Regions from separate parts of the Zea mays genome. Here region 2 is linked to region 1. Evidence: chromatin contacts called from public Hi-C data. All regions are on one chromosome and are shown on one strand. The core of a region is the stretch at or near the end of the contact, and the rest is flanking DNA. Distances in the headings are between cores, read along the strand shown.

Region 1 (3,844 bases), core at 24-2,523:
ACGAGCTGTTTTTTTTAAAAAAAAAATACACAAATTGGCTAGTACGAAACTGAAATGAGATTTGTGCCTTTCACTCTTTGAACTGAATAACCATTAAAGCAGCCATCAGAGATGAAACTGAGATTAATCAATAATATAATATGTTCCCCAAGTTTCTTTCCATATCCTAGTTATCAAGTGAGGGGCATTCACAACCACTGTCCATGTGGTTTGTTGAATGATTAGTAACTGGCTCATCTAAAGATGTATTTTTTTTACTAAGTTTACTGGAAGATATCTCTTGCTTTTTTACTGTTATTGTACTAAGCAAAAAATAGTGTGCAAGAACATGGAATCAATGTTGATTTAGACTTGATAATAACTTGTACTGGACATCACATTTTTATCAGTGTACAATCCGAGTTGCGAAAGTAACATATAACCAACAAGAGCGTGAGTGCCATGCTAGAAAACAAAATTGATGCGACACTGTGTTTGGGATAATTACCTCAGCAAAGAATTTAGAGTGTTTGGAGGGCCACTCCTCTTCGGAATTAACAACGGATCTGCAGCCTTGTGAAGAAATTATTTCCTAGAAACCGATTGGTGAACTCACATAATCACAACGTACGTATAAAACGGTAAAATATCACCTGCCTCTTATAATTCGTCACAGGAATGCCTTTGATATATATCGCGCCTGCCATCCCTGCAGTCCAAAGAATGCTCTTATAACCCCTCACCTATTTAGTATTAGACCAGCGCAAAGTAGCAGAATCCATGCGATTGCTAAGCATAATTAAACATAGATAACAGCTATAATTTTCGACCAAATGCATAGCAGTATAAGACAAAGGTGCCCTTTCTAACTACCAATTTTCTGAATAACAACAATACACTGGGTAGGCAGCCAAGCACTAGCGGAGCACCGAAGCTATAGTAGTACTAGTACCAAATAATGGTTAAGGTTAAGTCTAGGCCACGTAGTAAGTGGTACGGCGCGGACTGACCGAACTGGAAGGACGGGAAGGGCGGCGCGTCGAGCTGGAGCCAGAGGTTCTTGCCCCTCCGGCGCGCGGCGACGATGGTCCGGCCGACCATGGCCCGCTCGAAGGCCGCGCGGCCGGCGGCGGCAACGACCACCTTGGCGTCGTCCGCCACGGCGCAGCGCGCGATGCGCCTCCCCACGCAGTGCGCCTGCAGCGCCCGACGCGCCGCCTCCACCTCCGGCAGCTCCGGCATCGCCGCGCGTTTAACTTCCCTCTCCCCGTTCCTCTCGCTCACTCGTCGTCAGCCGTCAGGTGAGTGGTGACTGGTGAGAGCCTCCCTTCCGTGTTTCTTCTCCCCTCCTGGTCCAGTGTGAGCCCATGTATGTGTTCCGCGCAGCACGGCCCATGTTCTTTGTGGCCTGATACTCTCATGAAATAACAAACAAGAACTAGGACTGTAAAATCTGGTAAAAATACATCATGTTCGTTGTGGTAGCTGCTAGGAGCCTAGGACTGTCCGCAATGACCGGATTATGGAGGAGGTCCCGGCCTATATTATTCGTCGCAGTTGCAAAAAAAAAAAAAACTTCATTATCTATTATAAAGGCAGGTCTTTGAATGCAGTAGGAAGTTTTGCTGTCAACAACAACACAAAATGCTTTGGCCTCTATGGGTTTTGCAGGATACTATGTTGTATAGCCACCTGAAAAAAAAAAGATCCGCTGTGAATACTATGTGAATATGTGATGGAGAAGTGAGAACGAAGATTGGTCCCAGTATGGACGGCATTTGACTCCACACAAACAGAAGCATAATTGTTGTTTTTAGAGTGCGCAAAACATATAAAACTGTTGTTGGAGTATGAAAAAAATATAAAGCATTTCTACATAAATTATTCTTCGACTAATAATTTATATAGCGAGTAAGTAATGATTTAGATAGTGAGAGCCATTTGGGGGCCACGGCCTGGGCCAGGGCCAGCATTGATACCGGAAAAGCTTGCAGAGCTGTTGGCCTGCCGCGCGCGGGCAGCTCACTGCTCACACGACTCGGGGGGGCCCGACCGTCCCGGAGGTGGCAGGAACGACTCGCGGTCACGCCATGAATGGGTTGGCAATCGGCACTCGGCAGCGCCGTCCCGGATGCCGACGGCGACGACGCCGGCCGGCAGTATAATGGCCGGCCGATTGGACCGACTGCCAGCCGGGCATGACAACTGCGAGCTGCACGGAATGAGAGGTCAGTCAGAGCCAGGTCCGTTGGGTTGTTGGACGGGTCGGCCGCCCATTTATGAGACGAGCCCGGCCGGTGAGAGTCGCTCCACCTGTACTGTACCTGTGCTACCGGTCTCGACGTCGCGTCTAGGCTACTCCGCCTGACCTGAAAGCAACCGGATGCTGCACGGATCGGAGTAGCCCATCCGCTCGCGTTATCGTCGATGGCAACACAGACAGATCGACGCGAAACCTCCGTTTTGATTTTTTTTTTTAAAAAAGAACTTTTGGATTTGCATTTTCAAACCGATCGAAAGAATGTATTAATCAATCATTACTCGATGAGCTTCGTCTATGTACAAATTGACAAGGAATCTGTGACTGACGCCAATCAACTCTCTGTCATTAACGATGAATCTCGCACACTTGCTGCTGCTGCTGTAAGGAAAAGGTGTAAACAAAAAAAAATATGGTTTAGTTTCTTCTTTCCCAATCATCATATCGTATCGATCACTGGACGGACACCCGCAAATATAATGTCGTCGCGGGCAAGCATCCGGCCGGCGCGCCCGTACTGTCTGAGCACCTAACTGGCCGGGCAGCCCATCTCGTCGCGAGCCCTGAGGAACACGATGGCGGCGCCGTAGTGCGCGAGCGCGCCGGCGATGACGAGCGCGTGGAAGATCTGGTGGCTGTGGCCGGCGAGGTCGAAGGCGCCGGGGCGCCAGCGCTCGGGCACCCGGGCGAGGTAGAACGCGGTGCCGACCAGGTAGGACGCGGCCATGGCGCCCTCGTACGCCAGCGTGACGTTGCGGCGCGGCTCGTGCCAGTTGGCGGCGGCCGCGTGCGCCGCGGGGACCACCCCGGACAGGCCCATGCCGACGAACAGCAGCGCGCGGCGGGCGCGGTAGCGCGGCGCGCTCAGGCGGGGCGACATGAGCGCGTACACCGTGCCCGCCCCGGCCGCCGTGATCGCCGACAGGTACGCCGCCCGCCAGCGCGGCTCGCACTGGAAGATGTAGTAGATGGGCGGGAAGAAGGAGACCACGATCATGACCGCGATGCCCGTGTAGTCGAGGCGGATCAGCAGCAGGTTCAGCCGGTGCGAGTGGCACGACAGCAGGTGGCACGCGCTGCTGCTCAGCAGGCAGAACATGGCCCCCGCCAGGAACACGAAGAAGGGCCACCGCGTCGTCTGCGACGCCACCGCCGTGCCATGCGAGGCCAGGCTCGGGTTCGTCTGGATGAACATGGCCGCGCCCTGGACGTACGGATATGGCGCATGGCATGGCATGCATCGAATTCGAATCCCAAGTTAATATCGTTATTGATTTGATGGCATGTAAAGGCTATCAAAAAAATCAACTAAAAAGAGATGACTACCCTACTACTAGCAGTACGTAGTAGCATGTTGGAATTAACATCTGAAAGCAATATAATAGGCTGCATGCTCTAAGTGACTGTCAAGGTACACCCTGAATACTACATCCAACCATATATATTCTTTCCATTGAGGTTTGTACTGATTGAATACTTAATTTAGTTGCAAAGCAGTGAAAGTTACTAAAAGGCCATGCCAGCATACCATGTAAACGGTCGTGCAAATTACTGTTTTGCACGGTAAATTATTGTTTTAAGAGTGATGTTTCAAATATGGAATCG
Region 2 (4,155 bases), core at 1,312-3,811, 390 kb before region 1:
TCGCCGGCGTTTTGCTGCTTTTTAATAGTGGGCTACTGTTGGGCCAAACTTGCTTTTATATTGTACTAGCCTCGTCGTTTTATGTTAGTCCAGTTCATTTCAGTTGAACACATATCTCTTCTTCTGTATCTGTACTATTTAAAGCTAACAGTCTCCACCGTCGTCGTCGTCGTGGTGGTGGTGCCACGCCCTTTCTCAGATCTAACTGTCTCAATGGTAGACTTTCTTGATAAAAGAGGATCCGCCAAACCCGAGAACATAGCTTAGCCAACCGCCAGTGACGAATGGCCAAATTCTTGGCGGAAGCTGGGTGCTTGAGGCCAGGGGCCTTGAGCGGCATGCCCAGGCCTCTGCAGCGAAAAGATCAGGTGACAAGACACGAGCAACCAGATCCCCTCCCTTGTCCATTTCTGGCCTGCCGACAAGCAGAAGTGCCAGACCCCAGCACCACGCTTTCGACTTGGCTCCACTCCACACGCGTAGTACCTTTTTCGAGCGCCACATGCGTCTGCAAAAAAACGAAGATAGACCTGCAGGAGAAAAGACTCAAAAGAGGGAAAGACGTTCGGTCCTAAAGATTTTTTTCTAAAAAAAATATTCGAATTTTGAACGACGTATTATTCGCATTAGATGAATAAATTATGTATCGTCTAAAAGTTAAAAAAACAAACTAACCTCAGACGCCTGTCGTTTAGCAGCAACTCTCTTTCCGCGCACGACACAGTGGGTCGAGACTCGAGAGGACCAGATCGGTCACCAACGAATCCACCGATGGTCGATCCGTCGTCGTACTACTCGCGTCTACTCGATGTCTCCTGTCCACTCACCTGTCAAATGGAGCTCGGCACGGCACCTATAGATGCTTGCCGCCGCGTGGAAGTACGGTTGTTCTGGCGCCGGATTTGGAGGAGGAGTGCCGGCGTTGGTGCTGCTGCCAAGATGTGTGTCACGCGACAGCAACTCGGCGCCAAAATGCGTTGGTGCTGCGATCTAGATCGTCGTCGGCTTGCGGGATGTGGTGGGTTCGTTGGAAAATGGAAGGCGCCGGATTTGCACTGACTGGCTGGCTGCATTATTATTTCCTCGCAGTACTGGTACCCAACCGTGCGATTTACTCACCCACACGTTCAAAAACTTGCAGGCAACATTTCGTGTCGTTTCGTTTCGATTAGGCAAGGCAGCGCAATGCTCTCTTAAAGCAGATATATGCGGCAATGGCGAGCTCAGATTGTAGCGCGCCATCCGTTCCGTTTCTTTCATGTACATTACAAGGCTTTCTGCTTTCAGCCCAGCCAATTTTTCCCTCCACCTTAAAACCAAGTTTGCTACTCCAACAACCGTTGCGTTGCGGTCGCCCTAGCTAGACGACGATTTGGGAGCACTGACGGTTTGATGCCCCCGCCGGGGGCGCGGGGCTACTGCATCCGGCCGACCTGTTCGGCGGCAGCGCGCATGACGCCGTCCACCAGCTGCGGCATGCAGAGGTCGGTCGCGCCAACGGCGCCGCAGCCGGCGCGCAGGCCCGCGCTCGCCATGTACCGCTGCACCTCGGTGCGGATCAGCTGCTGCATCGCCGCCGCGAACTCGGGGCTGAACGGGTAGGCCGAGGGCGCGGGTGAGGAGGGCGACGGCGGGAGCTCCTGGAAGTGGCTGTCGGCGGCGGCGCTGTGGTGGTGAAACCGCTGGTCCGTGCCGGGAAGCGAGAGGCTGAGGGCGGTGAGCGGGTCCTCCTCCTGCGGACGGCTCATGGCGCAGTCCGCCGGCTCGAACCCGCCGGAGCGCGCGGCCACGGGGCGGTAAATCTGGCCGGACCCGGACCCGGACCCGGACCCGGCGCCGTGGCTGCTGAGGTCGCTACGGTCGGACCCCGACCCCGACCCCGAGGGGCTGTCGGGCGGCGAGATGCTCATCATCATCATCTTGCCCCGGCGCGCCTCGGTCTCGGCGGCGGCGGCGGAGTCGTCAGCGGAAACCGCCGAACCGGACGCGGCGGCGGCGGCGCCGAGCTTGCGCTTGAGGGAGCAGTTCCAGTGGTTCTTGACGGCGTTGTCGGTGCGGCCGGGGAGCAGGCGCGCGATGGCGGCCCAGCGGTTGCCGAGGCGGGCGTGGGCGCGGGCGATGGCCGCGTCCTCGTCGGCCGTGAAGGGGCGGCGCGCCACCCTTGGCGACAGCTGGTTGCACCACCGCAGGCGGCACGACTTGCCCGACCGGCCCGGGACGCCGCGCCCGATCGCCGTCCAGTTGCGCGCGCCGTGCCGCTCCACCAGCCGCCGCAGCGCCTCGTCCTCCTCGGGGCTCCACGGGCCCCTGATTCTGTCGCGCTCCGCCGCCTCCGCGCCCATGTCCTGTCCTGTCCGGAGTCCGGACGACGACGAGGACCAAAAAAAAAAAACAGGACGCCTGCTTGCCGCCTAGTAGTCGACGACAACGAGTGGTGGTTGCTGGGCTTGGGTAGCGGCGGCCCGGGGCGGAAAGGCGTTTGGTTCCTTCCGGTTTCTGTAAAACGAGCAGTGGTGGTGGTAGCGGAGAGAAGACGAGACGAGGTTTGGTTGGAGAGCAATAGTGACGGTGGAGCGGCGGGTCCGTACTTATAGCGGCGCGGCGGGCGGTGACCTGATCACCTGACCGGCAACACAGCTGGCACCCAACAGCCGCGTCGCGAGGCCCGGAGCCACCTCAGGCTGCCGTACCCGCCTGCGCTTGTCGTTTTTCTCCAGCTGTATGGCATGTGGGGAGGTCGAGAGTCAGTGGGCCCGCGGATCAGTGGGAGTACGGCGCTTTGACCCGGTGGTTTTATGGGGACTGGGAATGGGGCGGCGGTTTGCCTCGGCGGATTCGAAATTCGAGCCGTGTCTCTTTCTCTATCCCCTGTTCCGTGTTTTTACGTGGACGGGGTCACCGGGGGGGGGGGGGGAGTGGGAAACGGCTGGCTGGTGTAGTGGTGTGGTGCGGCCGGCGTTGCGACGTCGCGATGCGTAACGGCCAACGGACGGATTTGAATCGGACGGTGAAAAGGATTCGAAGCGAGCCCGGTAATCTAACGGCGTCTGCTCTGCTCCTCGACAGACTGGGCTTTTTCCAGTTGTTCAACACCGCAAGGTACTCTCTACCGCTGCACGGATGACGACGGAGACAGCTGTTTCTCTCGGACCATAAAATTCGATCGGTTTCGTCGTTTTGTGGCGCCCATCGTCGCGACGCGAGGTCCACAAAGCGACAAAGGCGTGGAAGTAGCACTAGTAGTACTAGTGGTGGAGTGGACTGGAAACTACCCGGGCGGGGCGGGGCGGGGAGTGGAAAGCCGCGCCGTGGACTCGTGGCGGTACTGTGCGTGCTGCGTGCACAAACGAAAACGAGCGGCCATGCCCATGCAGCGGCGGTGACGACGTGACCCGGTGGGCCCACCCGCCGGTCGAGATGAACAAGCAGGAGGGACGCTGCTGGAGTGCTGGTGTTCGGTGTTCCGTGTTGCCCTCATCCGTCCGTCCACGTACCCGGTACCAGAACCGCCCACAGCCGGCCCCACGCCCCCACGCTCCACAGAACGGTCGGTCCATCATCCATCCCCCCCTGCGGGCCGACGCGCAGGTGCACGCACGCCAGTTCATCGCGCCCGCCACCCCACGTGGGGTAGGCCCTGCCCCCGACTGTGTACCGTACAGGCGTGTACCACCCGGTACTACGGTACGTATCCGACCTGGGCCTGTCCTTTCCTCGCCGCTTCTTATGACCGGTGGTCCCCCCGCGGCAGACGGATCCGGCCAAGGCGGCGGTTTGGGCGCAGGCGATAGGTAGATAGATATCCCCGGTCCAGGGCCAGACAGACTGGCGCGCACTTTGCTTGTCATCTTTTAAAAAGCGGCGCGGTTTCGTGGGAAGAGGGTTTGCGGTGGTCGTGGGCGATGGACGCCCCCACGTCTGCCCGTCACCGGCTCACCGCCCACTGCGCCCCTGCTGCTGCTTGCCCGCGGAATCGTGGTACGGTACGGGACCCTGACCCCACGCCTGCGTGGAGCTGAAAGCAACGGTGCTGACAACTGACATGCTGTAGAGCGGTGCGAACCAGTGATCCTTATTTGATTTGAAATATAAATATTATTTATGTTTTGTCTAAATAGATTAATTAGATTTAGATACAATCTTAACGTTGTCCTC

What was found. Hi-C and Micro-C count contacts between places; a contact is called where the count stands out from the background.
Region 2: a contact with region 1 is called in a Hi-C map of bundle sheath, with 2.6 times the contacts expected there. The contact joins the promoter of LOC100193529 here to the promoter of LOC100273102 in region 1. A contact is called at or near these places in 2 of 25 Hi-C or Micro-C datasets (bundle sheath and leaf).

What each region holds. Positions count from the first base shown.
Region 1 is chr6:106,813,504-106,817,347 of Zm-B73-REFERENCE-NAM-5.0, reverse strand. It overlaps LOC100273102, which reads right to left and starts at 1,273. Exons shown (of 10, transcript NM_001147551.1): 1 at 990-1,273; 2 at 637-688; 3 at 488-545. The coding sequence starts at 1,221. LOC103629707 (heptahelical transmembrane protein 1) reads right to left here. Exons shown (of 4, transcript NM_001346971.1): 4 at 2,481-3,443. The coding sequence ends at 2,769.
Region 2 is chr6:107,206,052-107,210,206 of Zm-B73-REFERENCE-NAM-5.0, reverse strand. It overlaps LOC100193529 (Transcription factor MYB44), which reads right to left and starts at 2,561. Exons shown (of 1, transcript NM_001138640.2): 1 at 1,138-2,561. The coding sequence starts at 2,342. The coding sequence ends at 1,416.